Regions from separate parts of the Mus musculus genome. Here all the other regions are linked to region 1. The links are chromatin contacts, called in public Hi-C and HiChIP or PLAC-seq maps. All regions are on one chromosome and are shown on one strand. The core of a region is the stretch at or near the end of the contact, and the rest is flanking DNA. Distances in the headings are between cores, read along the strand shown. Region 1 has its middle 29 kb from the start of Gm41040. Region 2 has its middle 42 kb from the start of Gm36553. Region 3 overlaps Gm36475 (a long non-coding RNA gene). Region 4 has its middle 57 kb from the start of 4922502H24Rik. Region 5 has its middle 30 kb from the start of 4922502H24Rik.

Region 1 (3,275 bases), core at 394-2,893:
CTTTAAAAAGAATTCTCAGGACTCACTGAGAGATGGCTCAGCAGTTAAGAGTGCATACTGCTCTTGCAGAGGACCAGAGTTAAGTTCCTGAACTTATGTGAGGTAGGTCACAACCTAACACCAGCTCCCGAGGATCTAATGTGTTCTGGCCTCCTCAGGAAACCATGTTTACAAACACCTCCCCCCTTACATATAATTAAGATGCTAAAATAAGGGACTGGAGAGATGATGGCTCAGTCGTTCAGCGCATTGGTTGCTATTCTAGAGGACTCAGGTTTGATTCCCAGCACCCACATAGTGGTTCACAAACATTTACAGTTTCACTTCTAGGAGATACCACACCCTTTTCTGGTCTCTGCTATCACCAGGCACACAAATGGTGCACAGACATTGTCTAGTCAGGGTTCTCTAGAGTCACAGAGCTTATGGAGAGTCTCTATATAGTAAAGGAATTTACTGATGACTTACAGTCTGCAGTCCGATTCCCAACAATGGTTCAGTAGTAGCTGTGAATGGAAGTGCAAGGATCTAGCAGTTACTCAGTCCCACACGACAAGCAGGCGAAAGAATGAGAGTGAGACTCCCTTCTTTCAATGTCCTTATATGGTCTCCAGTAGAAGGTGTAGCTCAGATTAAAGGTGTGTGCCACCACATCTTTAATCCCAGAAGACCTTGAACTCGGAGATCTCCCTGTCTTAATCTTCTGGAATCCATAGCCACTATGCCTCAAGATCTCCATACCAAGATCCAGACCAGAAACTTCTATCTCCCAGCCTTCAGATAAGGGTCACTGGTGAGCCTTCCAATTCTGGATTGTAGTTCATTCCAAATATAGTCAAGTTGACAACCAGGAATAGCCACTACAGACATGCATGCAAGCAAAATATCCATACATATAAAATAAAAAAACATTGTTACACAAAGCTAAAATAAAGAAAAAAAGAAAAGAATTATTGATATATGAAATCATTTATAGGAATAGGAATATGTTGATTTTGGAGACAAAGTTTGAGCTTAGACACATTTTATTTGGGGGGGGGGTGATTGTTAATTTCTCTGTTCCCTAGGCCTGAGGAAGGGTTGAGTACAGTCGGTTCCTACAACTTTCCTATCTCCCCTTATGCCACATTCACATCCTACTCTTATAAAAGGATAAAAGTGTCCATTATTTTGTTTGCACAAACTGGAAAAACAATAAGGTTCATTTTACCAAATTTTTCTTCAAAACTGAAACCTAGAGAGATGAAACTTTGGAAAGATCAATCTTTTAGAAAAACATATTACATCTTATTTATCGATCGTGAGTCTGTAAAGGGCATGCATCACAGCCCAAATGTGGGGGTCAGAGGACAACTTGTAGGAGTTGATTTTCTCCTTTTACTATGTGAGTCCAAGGGATGGAACTCACGTCACTAGCCTTGGTGGCAAGTGTATTTACCCCTTAAGTTACCTCGCTGGCTCAGGTAAGCACCACCTCTTGGGAGTGGGAGTCCCAGGAACCTTCTTATTCCTCGAGGAATTAGTAAATTCACCAGAACTAAGAACTTCCTGCAAATGCCTCTCCAATCCTTAGTTCTCAAGGAGCGAGGGCTCAGCCTGCACTGCCACAATTCGCCATTAGAGGGCAGTGCAGCCGCGAGAGCCGAGGAAGGAGGGGGCGAAGGATGCTTCTTAGCACTTGGAGAGTGGGAGGAAGTGTCTCGCAATGTTTGCACTTGAAGCATCTCAGTAGTTAGATATTTCACTGGCACAAATGGCGTGTCCTCTTCTAAATTTTGTGCGAATATGAAAAGGCAGTAACTTTGATCTTAGTGCATGTTCTATGGCTATCTATTTCGTTTCGAGCCAGGAATTTATTAGGACATCGAAGGGAAAGGCAAGAAGAACTTTAGATGGGCACATCTCTATTTCCCTACTTTTGCGATAGATTTAGTACACGCTCTGAAAGAATACAGTGCCGGCTGAAAAGTGCTCTGTTTCCTCTCTATTATTCTAAAATAGATGTGCTTCTCTCACGCATGGATGGACCATTTACCCCTGATTTGTATCTCGGGGACAAATCTGACTCGTTAGCGCCGTTATTTGTAAACTGCTAACCTGGTTCCCTGCGCTCTTGTAACGCTATCTTGATGGGTTGCTGTGAAAATGTGAAGCTGCCTGTCAGGCAGGAAAAATTATGTAAAAATGATGTGGGTATAGAAAATGGAATCGACAAAATGTAATAAACTCCCCCTGGGCTGGAGAGCCGAGCTGCATATGTAATGAAGTAGTTTAGGATTACGTCACCTTTTATATAACATCTGGCAGTGACTTTTATTTCAGAGCTAATTTGAAGAAGCCGGGAGCTCTTTTTTTTTTTTTTTCCTTCTCCCTCCCAGAGCCTGCCTTTATCTGAAAGAAGTAAAAGGAACAGTTACATTTTGCATGCAAAGGAAGCTGGAGTGGTTAGATTATTTCCTTGGGGTAATGGAGAAAGGGAAAAAGAAATAGAAGAAAGGTCAGGTGAACACAGCAGAGGGGATGGATAGGTTTGTGGGATTCTTAGACACACTGGACCAGTGCAAGCAGCCAGACAGATAACCTGGGTGGCTTGGCTCTCCTCTCCTCTTCCCTCTCCACTGCCCTTGCTTGGTCAGCATATACCTGATCCAAGAATACCATGGCAATAGTTTGTCTGTAAATATTTGATTCGTAGTAACAAGTTATAAAAATGTCTTAGATGATTGCTTAGTCCTTTGGTTTCTTTATCTTTCAAGGAGAAAGCCATCCCTCCAAACAACACCTGCCTTCCCTACAGTGTCCAGAAGCACACATCTGTTACAGTATTCACACAGTCAGCTCGACTCTGTCTTTTTGTCTAGATCAACAGTGATGAAGGTCTACGAATTTCCTCTCGTGGAAGAGAGAGCTCAGGATGGTTGGGACCATCTTTGCATCTCTCCTTTTTTTGCTGCTCCAAGCTTCTCTGCCAAGCTTGTCTTGTCACAGTCTGGTCCTTGCTGACTGAACTGTGTTTGATGACCTCACTGTCCCTCTTCATGATATGTTTTGAATCTTCCAGTCTTACTAAAACCCCAAGATATCCTTTCCTGAATCCCAAGGCCACGTGTATAATTCAGACGGGAGATTTTCTTACTTTTTTTTTTTTTTTTTTTTTGTGGCTGATGACTTTCCAACAGCGTGTTTGAGAGTTAGTGGGATGTTTCAAAGTCAAACAATAGATTTGCATATGATAAGGGAGAACGTGTTCTCAAGAAGCTGAAGTATGCTATGAA
Region 2 (3,275 bases), core at 513-3,012, 740 kb after region 1:
CTATTTGGCAATAAAAAGAAGTGAGCTGTAGAGCCATATAAAACAGAAGAAGTATAATTGCATTTTGCTAACTGTAAGAAACCTAGCTTACAGAAGTAAATACCACATGCTGTGCACATCCATTTTGGCCATTCTAGAAAAGTCCATAGTTATAGGAATTTGGGGGAAGAGAGAAATGAATGAACAGAATACAAAAAATAAAAAGGAAAGAAAGAAATATTTTAGAAGGAATTATTCTGTGATGATGGAGACATGAGCTTATGCTCTGTCAGGACATCCAACACTAATGGTGGACCCTAACATAAACTATGACTAGATTTTCTCTCCTGGCTCATCAATTATGGCGAGCATATCACACACTGATATAAGGTGTAATTAATAAGAAAAATATATACTAAATGTCATATGGGGATTTTCAATTTTCTGCTTCAGATTTGTCTTTAAGGATTGATTAAATTTATAAAAATAAAAACCTAATACAACAAGGAAGAGAGGAAGGAAGAAATGGAGGAAAGAAGAAAGGAAGAAAGGGAGGGAGGAAGAGAGGGGGGAAGGGAGGGAGGGAGGAAGGAAGGAAAGAAGGAAGGGAGGGTAGAAGGAAGGAAGGAAGGAAGGAAGGAAGGAAGGAAGGAAGGAAGGAAGGAAGGAAGGAAGGAAGGAAGGAAGGAAGGGCTGGGGCAGCCTTTCTCTGTCAGCCATTATTCTCTGTCCTTTGTCTCAGATCCAAAACCAGGCACCAAAATCTCCCATGAAACCATGGTTCAAAATAAGTATATAAGCCTTTCCTCTTTCAATTTGTTTTTTTCTTCAGGTGTTTTCATCACAGACAGGAAAACATTGACTAACACAGCTGTATTCCCTGTTCTCTCATGCTCTCCCATCTCCCATGGTTTGTGAAACCTGGCTTCTGACAGCGCATCCTGCATGGACTCCATTCCCTCTGATGCGGTTGGGTTGGTGGTGGAGAGGATTTGTGGTACAAAGCCAATTAGACTCCGGGATTTCACCTCTTGATTACAGGTGCACTCGAATTTCCATGAACAAAAATCTGGTCTAAGCAAGAACTGTGCTGTCAGGAAATAGATAGTGCTACCCTTTATAAAGGCCATACTGTTTTCCTTTTGATGTTTTGCCCGATCTAGTATAATAATAACACAGGGAATATATTAATCCAGGTCTCCAGAATATAAGCTCCTTGGAATGATAATTTCACCTGCATTGTCAAAAAAAAAGTCTATGATAGCCATGAAGCCCGTCTTTGATTATGATAGAGGAGTAGGCTGTTCAGCCATTTTTAACCAGTCCTGCCACTTATAGAAGAATTTTTCTCACCTTCATCTTTTCATAGATGTCAAAGGGATGAAGCTGAGGATTATCTCCATCCCCACCACCCCACCACCCCACCACCACCCTACCACACATAACCTATACTACTACTCAAATCTGAGCCAGAGTTAGAGGTTAGAAGTCAAACGTCACCTTTGTTCAGCATCAATATCTGCCTAGTGTTGGGTCACTGCTGCTGGCAATGGGCAGATCACTAAGATGAGCAACACACAAACTTGCCTCCTTACAAGGTCATCCCTGGGCTTATTATTTCACTTTCTTTCAAATGGCTGAGGCTCCTGCACAATGCGTACTGTCTCTTCCTAGTCTTCCTTCAAGACAAGGAGCCAAAATTCGGGAGTCTTCGCTCATCTGAACAATGCCAAGGCTTTCTTTCCACGGTTCGCTGGAGAGAACTCAAAAGCATCAGCAGCCAGATCTGTGCCCTCCCCCACACCACGCTGGCTGAGCTTCTGGGCATGAACAAGAAGGCGTCTCAATAAACAGAATGTGGATTGGGAAGACAATTGAGAAAATGGGAGTAATGGCCTACAAATGAAAGACAATTGAAATGGAAAGGGGAATGAAATCTGCACTTTTTAGAAAGGAGAGGAAACCATGCATGACAGCATCCCCTTCCAGCTCCCACGCTACATCCCTCTACCTTTGCACCCTCCTTCACGTTTTCTGATCAGAGTTGATACCACTTTAAAACTCTGCTGCTTCTGCCAGTGCGTCATTTAAATAAGGACACGGCTTCTAGGCATCCATGATGATACCATAAACGAGACTAAACTTTATCCTGTTTGTTCTTGCACAGAGCCTGCTGGGTGTCCAGGGAACCTTGTAGAAAATTGAACATATAGCGGTGTGTCAGGCAAGTGGCATGGCATTAAATGATTTGTCTGATGCCAAATTATTTGAAGGTGCAAGGTGGGTGGCTGGCCATAGGGTGGAGTTGCTATAGGAGAACCTTTTTTTTTTTTTCTCTGCCCTAAGAGAGTCAGGGTACAGTGTCCGCATTCTGGTTACTCCAGCTTGTGGGGCTTAGATTGCTCCTTCTGGGGCTGTGTGATTAGGTTCACACAAAACTAGGTGGTGGCTTAGCTAGGGATTACTAAATTTCACAGATCATAAACATCCCCCTGGTCTTGTTGAAGTGCAAAGTAGAGTTGAGTAGGTCACATGGGACTAAGGATCCTGTATTTCTAATAAATACTTCCATTTCATGTTTGCTCCACACTTTGAATCATAAGTACACAGCGTTTTGATTAACTATTAGCATAAAAAGAGAACAGAAGGGCACGAACCCCCATAAGAGCAAAACAAAACGAAACTCTCACGGATGGACTCTCTGTGATGCTCAAGAGTAAGGCCTTCCTACCAACCTTTGGTCCAAGTACCTGCCAGTGAGAATCTCAGCAATGCAACTAAGAAAGGGATCAAATAGAAGTTGTGAGCCCTCCCCTTTCTAACACCCTGGTTTGTTAGTGTTGCAGAGGTAATTTGACAGGCTCAAGGCACACCAACGCTGGGAAAAGCAGATATCAAAAAAGACTAAGCTCAAGCCACAGGCCAGGAAACCCTGACACCAGGCACGACTGATGTAAATCAGCAATCACTGCCTTCATGGGGTGGAAGAACCAACTGGAACCTGCTCTGGTGACTCATCTGTCACCACAGTTGCCAAGACTACGTAAGTGCCTGGTACAGAAAAAAAAAAATCTCCCAATAAGATTTTTTTTTCAAAGAGCTTCTGTATTTCAGGAAAAGATCTAGCTAAGACCCTCTAATCAAGGCGAAGTGACACAGAGAATTGTGCTGCCCTCTTTGAACAGGAAACCTAGCCCTGGTTGTTATAGTTCCTTAGGCCTCCCAGTTCCATACCAGAATTAAAGATTTCTCTATAGCCAGGTAAAGATCCCTCTCTATGATCTCCTATTTATCCA
Region 3 (3,275 bases), core at 569-3,068, 660 kb after region 1:
TTTGCACGGTGGTGTCTCAGTCCCATGAGGCTTTCCTCACCTTGCTGTGCTCCCTGGCCTCTTACCCTGGAGTGTTGCCTTATTTTCCTTGGCGACAATATCCCAGTACCCCAGAGGGCAACCTTAACAACAGAAATGGCTTGAAACCTGAAATCTAGGTGTCAGCAAGGCTGATTTCCTCTGAGGTCTATGGGGGAAGTGGTAGGATATGCCCACAGCATCACTCCTTGGCTTTTGTGTGCCTGTTTCCTTCCATAACCCTTCAGATCACATTTCTTCTGTATCTGTCAACGAAATTTTCCTTCTTTAAGGATACATTGTAAGTTAGGGTCAAGGCCAACCTTGATAGACTCATTTTAACTTGGGCATTTTTTAAAAGATGGTATCTTTATACAAGATCTCACTGTGAGCTGTTAAGAGTTAGGGATTCTATATGTGACGTTGGGAGGGACACAGTTCAATCCGTAACCCTAGCTACGTTTGGTTTCTGAAGTGTTTGGCTCCCTCTGCTCTGGAGGCTGAGGGCTCCTCCCTCTTCTAAACAATATAATATAACCATATTTGCACATTCATTTGGAAAATCAGCAAACTAACCTGGGATGATATCTCTTTGAGCAATAACATATATATGCCACATAGGCATGTGTCCTTCCCAAATAGAGCCGAGCTTTGGAGGTAGCTGTGCGGCTATCTCATGCCACACGCTGCCTATGATATATATCTTCAGTATATATATATTTATTGACTTAATTTCAGGAAATTTGAGAGTTTAGATTGGAGAAATGAGCAGAGATCATGAAGATCATAGAAAATGATCCGGTATTTGTAGCCTTGGATGGAGGATACCTTCTAATGCCTTTATTTGGAGGAGGAAAACGTGCTTTATGAGATAGGTTTTGTCATGTAACTCTGGCTAGCCTCAAACTTACAATGATCCTTCAGCCTCAGCCTCCTGAGGACTGGGATTATATCCTATATGTTATATATATATTATATCCTATATGTCTATGTCAGGTTCCTGTGGAGCCTTTGTCGGAGAGAATCGAAGAGAATATTTTCAAGTGGCTGTCATGAAACACTGTGAGCCACCCAAAGCATAGGGGGAGAGGGGAAGAGGTAAAGCAGGTCCATAGATGTTCAAATGAGTTAGTCTAGAGACTGAGGTAAGGCTAATGGCATTGCCACATCCCTACCTTTGCCACCTCCAGCCCTATACATCAGGGAGAGTCGGCTGCTTGGATGGCTTATCAAGCTGCCCCAGCCACCCTGAGTCAGAAACTGCCAGCATCTTGCTGGGTGGGTAGCTTTGCATCAGCCTCTTCTTGTTTCCTGTTAGTCTTCTGCTGCCAAGGTCAGATTCTCTGGTCACTTCCACATGGGCAGTGCTATGTAGATGATTAGATATAAAGGACTGTTTGTGTGTGTAGAGAAGCATTGCCTTCATAACATGGAAGAGGAACATATATTACAAGTTCTGGAACACCAGGTATCATCCCTTTAAAGAAGAACACATCCAAGCCTTTTAGATGATAAGAGACTCGAGTCAGATGCTATCTAAAAAAAAGGTAGAAAGAGAAAGTGCCATCCTTTCTTTACCCTAGAACAGTCTGAAACTTTCAGCATCTGCACTTTGTCTACTTTATGTAGATCACTACTTAGCCCCTACTGCTCCCCACGCAGGTCTCCCCTATGGCTATGAAACTTTACCACGTGTACTGGACATTCCTAGACTCCAGTTCTGGTTTCTTTTGTTTCAGCTTCATTTCTTATCATCAGGGCTGAGCCATACCAGCTGTCTCTTCCTGGTGCCGGTGCTGGGAGAGACAGAGGCTGCTCTAGCTTCGCCCCACCTTTTCCATAGGCGGGGCTTTCCATGGCTCTTTTAGCTCAGTGACCCCGCCATTTTTCACACCCTCCCTCATGGATCCCAGGACCCAGGAATGGCTACCTCCTCTGCTGCCATTCCTGAATGCCTCCCAAGTATTATGTTAATCTGCTGCTTTCGAATTGCAGCTGCTGCGCCCAGAGAAGGAAGAAAACCCTGGGGCCTCAGATGCTTCTGTGAGTGGGCTGCTCTTCCCTCTCAGAACGCAGAGTGCGGGGTCAGGCTCACAGCCTTTCTGGAGCAGCTGGGGGTTATTTTCGAAGTAGGGGCATTAAAGGAACAACAAGTGCAGTTGTCCAGGACTTTCCTCCATATGGAACTGTACAGAAGGTCAGAGGTTAGGGAGGAGCTAGGTTAGCTGAGTCTGCTTCCTGAGAAGTGAGCAAGGTTGCCACGAGACTGGCCCACAGACTCTCTCAAAGTCCCTTTCTTTTCTTCTTCTTTTCAACCTCTAATTCCCAAGAGGCTATGGGTATGGATTATCTCACTGTCAGTCCCCAAGCTGTTCAAAGAACACTGTCTATTCAATTTTCAAGAATGCATTTGAGGGGCCAGAGAGATGCTTTGGTAGTTACGAGTGCTTACTGCTCTTCCAAAGGACCTGAGTCCAGTTCCTAGACCACACATTGGATGGGGATCTCTGTCCAGCTCCAGGAGGATCCCAAAGGCCCTAGCTCACAGGAGCACCTACAATCATGTTCGCATAGTCACATGTATATGAACACATACATGCATGTAATTAAAAAGTGTAAAAAAAAACCTTAAAGAATAATGTATTTGAGCAGATGACCTTCCTTCAATCTTTATTATGAAGGTTGCAGACATACTTGCATTCCTTTTCTTCTAAATGAGAAATCTAACCTCAGTATGTAGCTATCGTAATCCTTTGTTCATAGGTAGGTGTGATAGATAACTCTTTGGGGGTTTGTTTTGTTAAGTTTGTTTGATTGGTTGGTTGGTTGGTTGGTTGGTTGGTTGGTTGGTTGGTTGGTTGGTTCGTTGATTTTTTGAGACAGGGTTTCTCTGTGTAACAGCCCTGGCTGTCCTAAAACTCACTTTTTAGACTAGGCTGGCCTCAAACTTACAGACATACACCTGCCTCTGCTTCCAGAGTGCTGGGCTTAAAGTTGTACACCACCACCATCCAACTCTTTTGTATATTTTTACATCTTTGTGTGATCATTTGTATCAACATTATTAGACAGTAATTGAGATTTGAGTTGTATTTTATGTTTGCATGCAAGGAACAGAGAGATCTACAATTAGAAAAACTTAAAAACTTTTAAGGAAAAGAAAATTTCCTATGAACCAGTACAGGAGAAGCTGCTTTAGAGTATTTTTAATGTTTGTATTCCTCCTTTGAGAATTTCATATAATATATTTTGATCAT
Region 4 (3,275 bases), core at 257-2,756, 560 kb after region 1:
AGATTTGGAGATCTTGTTTTTTTCCATTCCTTCTCCCTCTTTCTTTTTTGATGTGTATGCTTGTTGGGGTGTGTGTGTGTGTGTGTGTGTGTGTGTTTGCGTGTGCGTGTGTGTGTAGACCAGAGTATCATCAGGATTATAAGCATATGCCACCATGCATTTTTCTTCCTCCTCCTCCCCGTCTTCTCTTTCTTTGCCCCTTTGAGACAGTGTCTCCCTGTGTAGCCCTGGCTGTCCTGGAGCTCACTCTGTAGACCAGGCTGGCCTCAAACTCAGAGATCTACCTGCCTCTGCCTCCCAAGTCTCAAACTCAGAGATCCATCTGCCTCTGCCTCTCGAGTGCTGAGATTCAAGATTTGCATCACTGCCTAGCTACATTTTTTAATGTAGGTTCTAGGGATTGAATTTAGTCATCATGATGGTAAGACATGTATTTACCTAATGAACTGTCTGCCTAGCCCAGATGTTTCTTTCCTAACAAACTCTCAGATAGCACTGAAGCTTCTGGTCTATGAATCACTTTTTGAATATTGCATCATTATATGTTCAAAACAGGTAAAAGAGCAGAGATCATACTTGTTGTGAATATCAACCAATTTGGTAGCTTTCCTAAATGTTTCATATACATCAACTTTAGCCCTCAGGATGTTTTTTTCCCTGATAAGTATTATTGTCCTCACATTATGAGGAAGCTAAAATTTATAGACATTAGAGAAATGGCAGTGTCAAAACTTACATGCACAATATACTACACAACTGGATCCTTCCCACTATGGCTTTCATCTGTGGTTCTTTCTAAGTCTATGGTTGGTTCTCTTAACTAATCACTTCACTTTGAATAGAGACACCTCTGTTCATTAGAACTTTATGGAACAAGAATGTTCTGCAACTATCCTGTCCAACATGGTAGCTGTGTGTACTGAGAAATGTGACTAATGTGTGGGAGGAACTCAGTGGTTTATTTTATGTAATTTTAATTAATGGTTCAATTAGCCATTTTATTTGTAACTAGTGACTAGAACTTTGGCTTGTTTTTAGTGACTTTTATGTGGAGTAATGTGGCTTTATGGAAATGACCCTAAGAGGCACTGATATTGTTGCAAAAGGCCCTTTGGATGTGTGCAGTGGGTGTGAGCGGTGGGTGTGTGCTGTGGATGTGCACTGTGAATTGTTTGCTGTAGGCGTGCGCCATGACTACTCCTTACCACACAACAGTGTTTGAAACACAATCCATGAGGTCCATTATCTTTACTCCCTCCTGCTTGGTTCCTAAAGCACACTGGTTTAGACATCTTTCTCTTGGTTTCACTTTAGTTAAGCAGGAGTCGTAATCCAGAGCAGTCTAGAATGGAGAACGAAGAGCATCTTTCCACTACCCCAGGCTCAGGGAAGAGAATGAAAAGGATGTGCTCATGAGCTTCCATTCACCTTGGGACCTTCAACAATCAGAGTTCTTTCAAGTAAAAATACAAGGAACCCTGACCCTGTGGGTTTATACCCTAAAGAAGTATATTGTATCACACCATTAGAAACCCAGGGCAGAGTGGATGGCAGAGGAGGCTGACTTGGTTGCTTAGCAATGCCTTGAAAGCCCTTTATTCTATTTCTGCTTTCCCATGCTTTTAACATTGGCTTTATCTTCACATCAGTAGCAAGATGCAGAGGTGTTCCAGATGGTCTATGCTGCTGTAGGAATCTATGTGGAGAAGACACTCTCTTTCTGCAGTTCTTTCTTAGAATCAAGGAGAGTTTCTACAAGAGGGTTAATAATTATAGATTTCTTATGTGCCTTTTTGGTAATGATTAGATCACATGACCACTGAAAAAAGTAAGAAAGGGAAAATGGGCTATTTCCCTACACTAAACAGGTACATCATAAGGGTGAGATCAGCCCTTGCACGGGCTTTGGGAAGGCATAGTTATATATGAATGAAATTGGGGTTCTAGCTAAGAAGCAAAGGAGGAGACAAATCTCTTGTCTGCCAGAAAATCAAAACTCGAGTGGAGGTTGAGGTGGAGCTGCTGTTGAAGCCTCCAGATTAGGAAACATACTGTGGAGAAGGTCGGGGTTGATGACCTACTGATCAAAGCATCACTGTGAGCGAACCAGTCCCAGGGAACTCCATATCAGCACAGAGCTCCACCCACTGAGGGTCATTTTGACAAGATAATAAGATGCTTCCTACCCCTGGCAAGACATACAGACACCCAGAGGAGGTTCCCCCACACACACACATGCCATGAAAGAAGCTAAGAGATGTTAAAAGATACAGTAGACCAGTAAAGTTCAGAGTAGCATCTCATAAAAATAAAATAAACCAAACACTTATTCATGGTGGTGGTGGTGGTGTGTGCATGTTTCTTTGCAGGCTTTAATTCAGTATTCAGGACATGAGCTTGGGATTGCACCTTTTTTTTGGTAGTTTAGCATCAGACTTGAGGGACTGAAATAGCCTTGGAAATTCTGGCCCATATTATCATAAGGGCTCCAGACAATTTTAAGCTGATTGGTCATTGTGTCACAAGAAATGGATGAGTTGAGCTAGAGAGATGGCTCGGCCATTAAGGGCTAGGCTCACAACCAAACTTAAAAGAAGTATGTGAGTCAAGAGAAAAAGAACATTGAAGAGAGCAGAGTTGAATAGTCTTGTCAAGGAAAGAGATATGACAGGCAGAGACAAGTTTTGAGTGACAGAGGGGATGAGAGACATACCTTATCTGATGAACTCAGAAATTCTGTCAGGAACATAGGATAAGACACAAATAATGGAAGAAAAGGTAATTTCACCAACAGAGCTTTTGAGGAGCAAGGATGAGGAAGCAGGCAAGGAGTCACAAAATGGCTCAAGAAAGGCTGCTCTAGAGGTTAGGCCATGGAGATATCCATCTATCCATGGGGACAACCCATCCCAGATGGGGGTGATGTCAGAGCCACAGAGATACATGGCTCCAGCCTGGATGCACAGACTTGGGTCTTGGCTCTGTTTTGTTTTTGTTTGAATAGGGAGACTTGAGGGCTGCCACTAGGTAATAGAGAAGCAATGACTTAGAACAAGACAATGTTCAGACGTTGGATGGTTCAGTTCTTGGAATTTGATGATTAAAGAGTACAATTTTAAAAAGGGACTCTGGAGAATGATATTTAAGAGAAAAACAAAAAACTCTGATGTTTCTGAATGCTTGCCACAACTTTATTATATACTCTAGAGAAGGGGAGGAAGACAGCAAACTTGGGTTGTCTCTAGGATAAATCTCTGAAGGCATATCCAGCCACA
Region 5 (3,275 bases), core at 551-3,050, 540 kb after region 1:
AAACATTTCTTTGACTGAAAGTGGCATTTGACCTGAAAGTTGAATCTGAGTTAGCTGATGAAAGGGAACAAGACTAATGAAAGACAGTGAAGGCAATGTTTCCAGGCAGAGGTGGCAGCCAGACCCCTGGCTTCGCATGGGACGAGGGAAGAAAGCTTGTTATTCCTACTGGAATTAATGATGCTACCCCAGAATCCAAATTCAAAGCAGGTAGAGCTATTTGATGGGAAAAGAAAAAAACTCCTCAGCCATTCTCCTAATTTGAGTAGTGGTGGGGTTGGGAGGCACCCTTGACATTGCAGGGAAAGCATTTGGCTGGCTTACATAACCCTACAGCAGTCTACCCAACACCCCGACCCAGCGGTCTGGTCTTGCAGCACACGTTCACAGCTTGGTATGGGAGCTTCTCAAAGTATTTTCACAGAGCCAGACTTTGTGAAGGGGCCAACTACCAAAGCAAACCTCACGGAGCTGATAGAAGAATTGTTACAGCTTGTCCCCTGATGGGAAAGGCCACTCCCTCCTCTTCCAGTCCCTTCCAAGAACCTGAAAACTGAAAGGGCCTTTTATGTCTCTGATAGATGGTTTGGCAAACATTTTCCTTTGGAATCACAGCCTACCTTACTTGCCTTCTGCTAATCCCCTCTCCCCACACTGAAACACGTTGTGTCTCCTGGCAACAGGGCTGGAGGAGGAATGGATGGTTGTCTCCTAAAGGGGGAATGTTTTAGAGGTCACTTCTGGGTCCCTGTCCTGGCCTTGCCCTTAATTAATCTAGCTGCTAGTTGGAAATCACCTTTCGACCCTGATATAGCTGTCTCTTGTGAGACTAAGCCAGTGCCTGGTAAACACAGAAGTGGATGCTCACAGTCAGCTATTGGATGGATCACAGGGCCCCCAATGGAGGAGCTAGAGAAAGTACCCAAGGAGCTAAAGGGGTCTGCAACCCTATAGGTGGAACAACAATATGAACTAACCAGTACCCCTGGAGCCCGTGTCTCTAGCTGCATGTGTAGCAGAAGATGGCCTAGTCAGCCAACATTGGGCCTTGATCTTGCAAACTTTATATGCCTCAGTACAGGGGAACACCAGGTTCAAGAAGTGGGAGTGGTGGTGGGGTATGGAGGACTTTTGGGATAGCATTTGAAATGTAAATGAAGAAAATACCTAATTAAACAAAATTTGGAAATGGAAAACAAAACAAAACAAACCAAACAAACAAACCAAACAAACAAACAAACAAAATCACTTTTCATCCTTGAGCCTCAGTTTCTGAGCGCAGAAATTCACTATGGGAGCCGAGTGGAGCGAGCACGTGAGCAAGACAAGGTTGGGCTGCTTTGTCTACCCATCAACATTGGGATTCTATCTTCCCTACTACTGCCTCTGTGCTTTCCTTCGTCCTCCTCACACCAACCACAACCTTGGTGCTGTCAGAGATCAGCCAAAGCGGCCTTTGGCAGCCTGGGGCAGACATACTGCTGCCATTATGAGTAGGGGAAAATGGTAACTAAACTTCTTCCCCTTGTTTGCTCTACCTTCCATGATTCATCACAATGTCCACTTCCCCCTTCTACAGATCTCCCACCCCTTTCCACCCACAAATCCATCCAAAAAAAAAAAAAAAAAAACCCTTCTGCCTGGAGGGGAATTCAAGACTTATTTCTTTAATGGTCAGAATTGTGCTGGGTCAAGGCTTTTAACTGTGTATTTAATTAGTCATCTGTACGCATGCAACTCAAAGGCGTTCAGCTGTGCCTTTTTATAGGATTAATAAAGCCGGTTGTAAATCACCTCTGCAGCCCATAAAAGTATTTATAGCAGCTTTTCTCTCCCCCTGCCATTACAGAAGCTCTGTTTGAACTAGCTGAGGTTTGCACGGGGATAGTTCTACCCAGTTCTAGAAGGAAAGCGTTAACAATCCTTTCCTGGCAAACCACAACTTCATCATTAGGCAACGTAGAATGTACTGGAATGTTAAGCTCCAACAAGGACATTCCAGGGTGTGATTGCCAACAGCAAGCCTTCTGTGTTAATGAAAAATCAAAATACAAAAAAAGCCAGTCAACTACAAGCACAAAACCTTCAGTGGAACTTGAGAAATGGGACCAGAGTTGGGAATCTATGGCTTCCTGACTTCCATAAACCGTAACGGGATTTGGCAAGCTCTTCCCCAAGCCCATGCATTCACAGTGGCCAAACACCTATGCAGTCCCCACAGCCAAGTCCATGCTATCACTCAGTCTGCGGAGAAACAAGCAACCTTTGTCTGATGGGCATTCAGAGCCTTTGCAGGTGAAATGAACATTACCAAAAAAACCTGTCTCTTGTGTCAGCTTGTGAAGGCTTATTTCTCATACCACCTTTTTCTGCCCAGAAAGAAACAATCTCAGTTCTTAAGAGACAACTAGCCTCATGCCATCTCCCCAATTCCTTTTCTCTGCATGGCCCACTTGACTTCAACCCCCCCCCCCCCACACACACACACTGAATGTCACAGCATTGATTAGACGTTGACTTCAGAAGTCACTTGTTGCTTTGAGGCTACCCAGGGCAGAAGCAGCCATAAGTTTTGGGTTTGCAGATACATGTTCTAAAATCTTGCCGTTTGCCTCTTTTCTTCACGGGATTAACTGTCTGATGATTGGCAAGCTCTCGGCTGAAAGAAGAGCGGTGGAGAAAAGAGAAAAGAAACAGGATGTGCAGGCGACCATACCCCCGGAATGAAGATAAGCTGCACCAGGTGGTTCAGGAACCAATTGCAGAGATAGGTTTGCACTTGGCTGAAGATTGATTGGGACTTCCTCACAGACATAGAGGGTTCCCTATGTCACTGGCTATCTGGGGCCAGCCACTGTGTCCCTGTAGTGGCTCCTAGTGCTTATAAACTTCAGGGACACCTAGGCTGTCGCTTGGAGTCCTGTGGGATTTTTTGTATGTATTAAAGAGGAAAGTACTGGACCAGCTGTGCTAATGGAAAAGAGGCACAGGGGCCCTGCCCCTTGATATTGGCCCCAGGGTAGATGTGACTGGGATCTAGTTCATTGACTCTTGAGACTTTAGTCTTGGAGGCTGCCTTGAGTCTCTTTACATTTTATGGGTTGCCTCCTCTATGGCTTTTTCTTCTCCTCCTCTTCTTCCTCCTCCTCCTCCTCCTCCTCCTCCTGTTGCTCCTTCTCTCCCCCACTCCCTTCTTTCCTATTCCTCTTCTCTCCCATCTTCTTCATTTTCTTCCTTCCTTTTGGAAAAGATCTTTTTGGGAAAATATCTTAGAT

What was found. Hi-C and Micro-C count contacts between places; a contact is called where the count stands out from the background. HiChIP or PLAC-seq counts read pairs in DNA pulled down with a chosen protein or histone mark.
Region 2: a Hi-C map of cerebral cortex shows a contact between it and region 1, with 2.6 times the contacts expected there. The contact joins two enhancer-like sites. A contact is called at or near these places in 1 of 484 Hi-C or Micro-C datasets (cerebral cortex) and 3 of 115 datasets of contacts at active chromatin or transcription factors (embryonic basal ganglia, embryonic stem cells and hepatocytes).
Region 3: a contact with region 1 is called in a Hi-C map of cerebral cortex, with 2.5 times the contacts expected there. The contact joins two enhancer-like sites. A contact is called at or near these places in 3 of 484 Hi-C or Micro-C datasets (cerebral cortex and nephron progenitors), 4 of 115 datasets of contacts at active chromatin or transcription factors (SST interneurons, embryonic stem cells, fibro-adipogenic progenitors and 1 more) and 1 of 9 other capture datasets (embryonic stem cells).
Region 4: an H3K27ac HiChIP or PLAC-seq map of neural progenitor cells shows a contact between it and region 1, with 10 times the contacts expected there. The contact joins two enhancer-like sites. A contact is called at or near these places in 1 of 15 datasets of contacts at CTCF or cohesin (large pre-B cells), 1 of 484 Hi-C or Micro-C datasets (cerebral cortex) and 1 of 115 datasets of contacts at active chromatin or transcription factors (neural progenitor cells).
Region 5: a Hi-C map of uterus shows a contact between it and region 1, with 5 times the contacts expected there. The contact joins two enhancer-like sites. A contact is called at or near these places in 3 of 484 Hi-C or Micro-C datasets (myocytes and uterus) and 1 of 9 other capture datasets (embryonic stem cells).

Annotation. Positions count from the first base shown.
Region 1 is chr13:100,890,723-100,893,997 of GRCm38.p6, forward strand. No RefSeq gene overlaps it. Among named protein-coding and RNA genes, the nearest start is that of Gm41040, 29 kb to the left of the region's middle. Within about 2 kb of position 1,644, at least 55 of the 459 cell types and tissues checked have an H3K27ac peak or open chromatin away from gene starts, as enhancers often do. A contact at or near this core is called in cerebral cortex, neural progenitor cells and uterus, where this site is marked.
Region 2 is chr13:101,630,004-101,633,278 of GRCm38.p6, forward strand. No RefSeq gene overlaps it. Among named protein-coding and RNA genes, the nearest start is that of Gm36553, 42 kb to the left of the region's middle. Within about 2 kb of position 1,763, at least 25 of the 459 cell types and tissues checked have an H3K27ac peak or open chromatin away from gene starts, as enhancers often do. A contact at or near this core is called in cerebral cortex, where this site is marked.
Region 3 is chr13:101,551,408-101,554,682 of GRCm38.p6, forward strand. The region is part of intron 2 of Gm36475 (a long non-coding RNA gene); the gene reads left to right. Among named protein-coding and RNA genes, the nearest start is that of Gm41043, 4.9 kb to the left of the region's middle. Within about 2 kb of position 1,819, at least 18 of the 459 cell types and tissues checked have an H3K27ac peak or open chromatin away from gene starts, as enhancers often do. A contact at or near this core is called in cerebral cortex, where this site is marked.
Region 4 is chr13:101,452,840-101,456,114 of GRCm38.p6, forward strand. No RefSeq gene overlaps it. Among named protein-coding and RNA genes, the nearest start is that of 4922502H24Rik, 57 kb to the left of the region's middle. Within about 2 kb of position 1,507, at least 5 of the 459 cell types and tissues checked have an H3K27ac peak or open chromatin away from gene starts, as enhancers often do. A contact at or near this core is called in neural progenitor cells, where this site is marked.
Region 5 is chr13:101,426,186-101,429,460 of GRCm38.p6, forward strand. No RefSeq gene overlaps it. Among named protein-coding and RNA genes, the nearest start is that of 4922502H24Rik, 30 kb to the left of the region's middle. Within about 2 kb of position 1,801, at least 38 of the 459 cell types and tissues checked have an H3K27ac peak or open chromatin away from gene starts, as enhancers often do. A contact at or near this core is called in uterus, where this site is marked.